Regions from separate parts of the Mustela erminea genome. Here region 1 is linked to region 2. The links are chromatin contacts, called in public Hi-C maps. All regions are on one chromosome and are shown on one strand. The core of a region is the stretch at or near the end of the contact, and the rest is flanking DNA. Distances in the headings are between cores, read along the strand shown.

What was found. A called contact is a pair of places that touch in the nucleus more often than the background predicts.
Region 1: a Hi-C map of fibroblasts shows a contact between it and region 2, with 7 times the contacts expected there. The contact joins the promoter of ANAPC1 here to the promoter of TMEM87B in region 2. A contact is called at or near these places in 2 of 3 Hi-C or Micro-C datasets (fibroblasts and spleen).

What each region holds. Positions count from the first base shown.
Region 1 is chr7:105,098,851-105,102,609 of mMusErm1.Pri, forward strand. ANAPC1 (anaphase-promoting complex subunit 1) reads left to right here and starts at 2,302. Exons shown (of 48, transcript XM_032352771.1): 1 at 2,302-2,832.
Region 2 is chr7:104,948,910-104,952,583 of mMusErm1.Pri, forward strand. It overlaps TMEM87B (transmembrane protein 87B), which reads right to left and starts at 1,268. Exons shown (of 19, transcript XM_032352764.1): 1 at 869-1,268. The coding sequence starts at 1,027.

The DNA of each region.
Region 1 (3,759 bases), core at 1,052-3,551, 150 kb after region 2:
GATTGAAAGGGACAAATAGGGATTTTATTCATTTTTTTTTGGCACACCAATTACATATGGAGAATTTTGCTAATTACTGGGTAAGTACACCAACAGAAGAGATCTAATTCATAATACTGGATATACCTGTATCTGTATCCAAAATGCAACCTCGGGAGGCCTCAAGGTAATCCATGCTTCTTTGGAGGACATGGCAGAAGTGCAGTAAATTAGTTGCCTGTAGGAGTCTACACCAGGGCTTCCATGTTCTGACCAAGGGGATACCTCAAATGCTAGCAGAAGAGAATGGGAGGATGATGGAGATAAACAGGAAATGACTGTTCTCTGAAACTTCCGGGTTTGTGGTTTGGACCCCCAGGAGTGCAGGTTAGCAGCAGAAGCTAGATTTGCTTTCTTAAGAGATTTTGTTAGATCATGAGAGCAAGCAGTGCTGTGATTGACTCTGGAGTGCTGTGAGGAGAGAATGATTTGTTCGGCCACTCTGCGGGGAACACAGCCTTGCTCTGGCACCTGAGGACGGATGGTCTTTGAGACTACTGGAGGGCAATGTCAACATCCCCCTTGGTGTCTTTACAGAGGGCATTGTCAGCTGAGGTTGCAGAGAAGCATCTTGAGAGAATTTGCAAATAGCAGGGGAACACTCAGGACAGAGAGCTGAGTTGAATCCTTCCAGTGACTCCGCTTTACAGATTGGATAACTAGCAGCATAAGAAGCTCTTTATGGCTTATGCTGCCTGCATTCCTTAAAAGACAAGTTTGATGAGTGTTGATGTTCAAGCTGGAGAGCATGAAGGAAAAGGAAAAGGACGCAGGAAGCACAAGAAGTGCTGAGTTGGAGCTGCTTCACACAGGATGCCAGAACATCAGGAATCAGCTTGGCAGGTGGCGCGCTCAGCCACACACATCTCCTGACAGGTGTGCAGAGAAACCATGCCTTACACTAGTCCACCTGGGGGAGAAGGAAAGGGAATTTATTTGTCTGGCTCCTCCTGGCCTTGTTCCTACTGATCAATTTGCCTTGATCAAAATTTGTTCCTCGTATCAGGCCAGGGAAGTCTGGGGTATTTTGGTTTCAGGCAAATGACTACAGTGAAAGGCAGGTCTACTCAAGCTTCTTAAAGAGTCTCTGGCTTAGTCCTTTTGGGCTACCATAACAAAAGTACCATAAACTGCCTGGCTTATAAGCAACAAGTATTTATTTCTCACAGTTTTGAAGTCTGGGATGTCCAAGATCAGGGTGCTGGCAGATTGGGTATCTGGTGACACCTGCTGTCGGCTTCACTGATAGCTGTCTTTTGCTGTGTCCTCACTTGGTGGCAGGGGCCCGGAGTTCTGTGGGGTTTCTTTTAGAAGTACATTAATCCCATTCATGTGGGCTCCACCCTTATGATCTCAGCACCTCCTAAAGGTCCCATTTCCTAATACCTTCCCGTGGGGCATTGTTTCCACACATGAATTTAGATAGGACACAAACTTTCAGTCCTCAGCAGCCTCTTTCCTGTTGGAGCGAAGAATTTGAGAAAACTAAACCCTGAAGGCTGACATTCCAAATAAAAGGAAGATAATGGACCAAGATACCAGAGCCAGGAAGTGCAAAACGTGTTAGGAGAATCCCAGTGGACTTAAAAGTTTCGGCCCACTTTACATTTCTGGATGAAGCACTTGAACTTATTTTTTAGGCAATAACACGCTAATCAATAGTTTTAACCCAGAGATATCACGCTATGGGAGATTAGAGCTTGTGGTATTGTACAGTTGAGTCCACAAACACAGAGGAAGGGATAAAGCTGGGTTAAACCCTGTCTGTGAGACACTTGGGGGAAGTGTCTGTGAAGCTCAGAAATTGCAACCTACGTTTTTATGGGGGGGGGGGCTGCCTAACTTTCATCAACTTTTCTAAGGGTCCGGAACCCAAAAAGTTAAAGTGCCCTGCCAAAGAGAGAAAATCAGCACGTCCCTTTCTGTCCTAAGCCTGGAAGTACATAGCTCCCGTTTGGGGACTAGGAGACTGGAGTGAAACCAGCCTGAATATCTCCTCATTCAGAGGTAAGAGGCAGTTTCAGTTGTAATGACATGACCTGGAGAAAGATCTTGGATGCCAGGAGGGAGCTATCACGGTACACACTCCAGCAGACACAGGCCGGATTCAGAGATCCACGTTGCGCGCAGGGAGATGAAGCACCCTGCACATCCTGCCTCATACTTTCTTCCCCAGCTGCGCGGGCGCTAGGACCCAGGCCCGGCCGCGCGCCACCCGCGACGCTCCACCCCGCCCCGCCCCGCCCCTGCGCGAGGCAGGACGGGAAAGCCAAGATGGACGCGTTCATTTGAACATCTCGCCTGAGTGGCTTCCTAGCACTCCTGCCTGTACCTGCTTGTCGTTCGCTGTCGCGCCAGTAGCTGCTGCCCGTTCTTCCTCCGGAATAGGGGAGGGAGAGGGAATGAGAAGCTGCAGCGGCCGAGGAGTCACCGTGACCGACCCCGCCGCTGCCCTCGGGCCCCCTCGGCCCCGCGCCTCCGGGGAGCAGCCGGGGCTCGCCGCGCCTGACGCGTCCCGAGTTACACAGGTGTGGGCCTGGGCCCGCAGCGTCCGGTGGTTCACCGCGTGCCCTGTGACCCTGCACCCACCCCGAGCTGACCTGCGTTCGGTGACCAGAGGGCAGGGAGCCTAGGGGCAGGCCCTGAGCGCGCGTTTGCGCCAAGTGGCCCCCGGCCTGCGGACTGGGCTTTCCGGGGTGCACCTCCCCGTGCCGCTCCTCGCCGACTTCCTTCCAGAGCTAGATGCAGTGTCCCATGTGGGCCTCAGCTTCTATATCGGCCCCTTGCTTCTCGGTCAGGATTTTTTTTGAGGCCCAGGGGCTTAGCTTGTTGGGTTTCATCTAACCCTAAAGAGGCTGTTCCTGCTCTACGCATGATGCCTTTCCTGTGCATTTGGGTTTCTCTCTTCTCGAAGCAGTTTTGTGGTTACCTTTGGCAGGGTAGTTTTTGTTTATTGTAAACAATGCCGATAACTTGATTTATAGCTTATCAATGTAATATAGTACTTTTATATGTAGCTTTTTATGTTGCCCTATTAAGCACATAGAAATTTGGGTTACTATAAAGGTATTAAATATGTTTTAATCGTACAAAAAGATACTGCACTGTTAAAATAATTTTGTAATAATGTAATTTTCTCAAAGTTTTAATAGAATAACATTTCGAAATTGCACAACTGAAGTTGGATAAAGTCGCAAGTTTAATGCTGGCTGTCCTGTTGACTAGGAAATAGGAAGACCAGCAGAGTTTTGTTGTTTTCTTGTAAGTTTTATAAGGCACGTTATTAGTTATGTCCTAAATTCAACTGTTCTCAATTCTGAATTTTAGCAGGAGGAAGTAAGTGCCACCATTGTGACATACAGTTGTCTCAGGAATAATGTTAATTCACAGCAAAATAGGTTTGCAACCCTGGTTGCTGCATAGGAGCTAAAGAGGCTTTGAGATAGTGCAGCAAGGAAAACCACTGATGCCCAAAAAAACATCTCAAATGAGAACTCTAAATCAAATTTAATTAAACTCTTCATTTTGAGTGCTTTCCAGATACTAAACGTTGTCTGTGGTGTTGACATCAAGTGTTTGTTTTGATTTCTTTGTTCGAGGATTGCAGTTTAAATGTGTTGCCACAAAACCTATTTCTAATGTCGGTGTTGTCTCAGACAGAACTGGCTTCCACTTTACATACCATATTGCAGAGTATCAGAATTTTATTAGCTGTCGGTT
Region 2 (3,674 bases), core at 18-2,517:
AGCTGGTTGAATCATCTGACTAGAAAAGCAAGGGATAAGGCCTCTTCCCGATTTCCTGTCCCTCTTCAGCAAGGCTTTCCAAAATTCTACTCCTGCGTCGTTCCTACATCATCTCATGTGACTCCTGGATATCAAGTTCTCAAATGGCCTGTCCTGGAAAGGAAGTTTCCATACGCTCATGCCTCCAGACTAGCCTTTCAAGCCCTCCTTAATCATCCATCCCTCCGCATCTCCACACACACATTCCCAGAACTATGATAGGAGCCCTAGAGAAATTCAGGAACCCTAGAAGAGCGAAAAAGGGGTGGGGTGGCTGCTCCATGTTTCCTCCTTGTTTAAAGAAACAAACAAACAAACAAAAAACAAAAGCGGCACACAGGCTTTTAAGTTTATGCCGAGTGAAGCCTGGGAAAGTCCTGTCTAGAGTGGCCTCACGGGTGTGTCTCTGCGGCTGCACCCGGGCCCGAGGTGGGGTCAAACGGAAAAGATGCGGGCCTGAGCGAGTGCCAAGGGATCTGGGGGCTCGGGTCTGAATAAACAAGAACCTGGACGAGCCAGAACGCGTCAGAGGCCAACAGGCGCCAGGACTTCGGGAAGGCGATCCTTAGGTACAGTTCCAGCGCTCAGAAGGGAGAGCCGTCCTCAGGCACAGGATTCCCCACAGCCTAGGTCGGGCCGGAGAAGGGGGCTCTCCCGGTCCATAACGGACGAAAAACTCAGGGGCCGTATCACCGAGCCGGAGCAGGCCGGGTAAAAACCAGATGAACAAGTCCCCGGCCCGGGGGCCCGGGCCCGGTGGTCGCAGCGAGCTCCGCAGGACCGGTAGGGCCCGAGACGCGCCACGCCTCGGTCTCCACGCTCCACTTACGTCGTTGACCGTCGCTGCCCAGAGCCCGGGCTCCGGGACGGCGCCCACAGCCGCCGGCGCCCAGCACAGGAGGTAGAGGGCGACGCGAAGCAGCGGGGCCCCGACAAGAAGGCGGCATCCGGGCTGCAGCCGGGCTCCGATGCGGCAGGCGGCGGCCATCTTGACACGGAAGCCGCACCTGGCGCTCCGAGACGCCCGCCACGCCCCGGGTCCGCACCTGGTGAGCTCCGCCCCCGGGAGGCGGGCTCGGGTCGGGTGGTGTGTCTCTAACTGGGAGGTGGACGAGGGGGTTTGGGCTTGGGCGAGGAGGCGCGGTTCGGGCCCGCGAAGCTGGGCTGAGGCCCGGGCGCAGGCGTGGAGCTAAAGAAACTAGAGCAAGGCTAGGAGGGGTGGGCGGGTCAGAGAGTGGAGGCGGGCCTCGGGGCGGAACCGGAGTGGGGAGGCGGGGCTAGATTTGGGGGTGGGGCCGGGATGGGAGGCGGGACTAAGGGGAGGGCCCGAGTGTGGAGGCGGGCTACGGGAATAGGCGGGGTGTGGGCGGGACCATACTGGGGTCGGAGCAGGCTGGGAGGCAGGGCCAGCCTGAAGTCGAAAATTCAGGTCCTAGATTTAACTGTGGTTGTGGTCCGAGCTTAGTGGAGAGTATGGGATGGTTTCATGTCAAACTTCTGCTCTTTGTGTCTCAGTTTCTTGCATCCTCTGCACGTGCTCCTACCCCAGTCCTCTCAGCTCAAGGGAAACAAACCGTTCTCTAAATTCATGGAAAGTGGTCCAGAAAGTACTTTGAGGTCAGGGTCCCTGAACCCAAGCGTAACGTCGGTAGCACAGTTAGTAATTTTCAGACAAATAAAGCCTCCTGGTTACTTAAAGCTGAAAGTGGCAGGGCTTACGTCTATCTTATTGTGTACTTCGCCCAGCGTTTTCGTCTTTGAAAGCTTGCTGTCAAAGAGAACTCCTTTATTGTCAAATGTAAGTAATGTCCAGAGGAAGAATACAATCCCGGATTAATATTGTTATAACTTAAAATAGAACTGATTTATAGTCAAGAGGCTCTCTCTGCCTTATCAGTCACTCTAGTCACTTACTCAGCCAGTAATTACTGAGGGTCTAGTCCAGTGTTCTGAGTTGAGATTCATGTACATATATAAATGTGAAGATTGAATTTGTGATAGCTCCTTTTCACAAGAAACTTGTAATTATATATAATTTTTTTATTGTGCCAGATTTTTATTGTTTACTAATGCTTCCTTGTTATACAACCATCAAAATTTGAGAGCACGGAGATAGATTTCTGGAACACTGGCCAATCCTGCCCAGTAGGTGGCACTAGCAGTTTGAAAGATATTTGCTATAAATTCGTGTACTGTAAATGTCTTTGTTATCCAGAAGTCTTTAACTTCCAACTTCAGTTGATGATGCTATGTATATATATGTATATGTATATGATTAAAATCATTAAAACCTTAATTCAGTCAACAAATATTGTGTGGCTTAGTGCTAAGTATTGCACATTTGTACAGATTGCTGGTAATAGACTCAACAAGGATTTTACATTATTAAAGTATAAGTACTGTTGTCATTTAGATTTTGTGGCTATTTTATTAAAACATAGCTTCCAAGGCAGACTAGAACTACTGTCACTGGGGCGCCTGGGTAGTTAAGTGGGTTAAGCCTCTGCCTTCAGCTCAGGTTATGATCTCAGGGTCCTGGGATCCAGCCCCAGCCTGCTTCTCCCTTTCCTCCCTGCTCATGCTCTCTCTTGCTATCTCTCTCAAATAAATAAATAAAATCTTTTTTAAAATTTATAAAAATTTGTAGGAGACTTCTGCTAGATGGAGCAGTGGGACCAAGTTACCCTCCTGCCTAAAACAACAACAATAAACAGACCAAATATGAAACAACAGTTTTCAAGACACTGGACAGCAGGTAATGGACAATTATCACATTCCATAAGAAATAGATAGATAGATAGATAGATAGATTAATTCAGGCCCTCTTATTGGTCCAGCTTACTAGCTTAAAAAAGTTTCCAGATCAAAATATGGGGAAGAGAAACCAAAGCAGACCTAGAAGATTCCCAGAGGCTGGAAGATGGAATCCAATGCTAGTTTGTAGGACTGAATTTGGAGAGGAAAGAGCTGTACAATGAGGGAATCTTGGGATCTCTAGATGGTTCTCCTCAAATCTTCAGCAAGAACTGATCAGTTTCTACATGTGAAGAAACTGCCTGATGCCAAGAAAAGATTTACCAAGAAGGAACAGTACCAGAAAGGCTGGGAATAGTGCCTGTTCTGATCAGCTAACCTAGGAAATTTCATAGATTTATAGGGCATTTTCTAGAGTTCTCAAAATTTTTTGGCCCCGATAATGGAGACTAACAAGCCTTAAATAAGGCTCTTAAACCCAATTAACAAATCTTAAAAGCAAGACCTAAAAGGTCAAATTGTTTCCAAGAAAGTGTGTCCAAGAACAGAGCTTAAGGATATTTATAGGCATTATAAAAAATCTCTAGCACCCTAGAAGATCAAAACACAATGTTTGTCATCCAATTAAAAGTTACCAGGTAGGGGTGCCTGAGTGACTCAGTGGGTTAAGCCTCTGCCTTCAGCTCAGGTCATGGTCTCAGGGTCTTGGGATCGAGCCCCACAACGGGCTCTCCGCTCAGCAGAGAACCTGCTTCCCCCTCTCTCTCTGCCTGCCTCTCTGCCTACTTGTGATCTCTGTCTGTCAAATAAATAAATAAAATCTAAAAAAAAAAAAAAAAGTTACCAGGTATGCAAAGAATCAGGAAAATATAAGATATAAG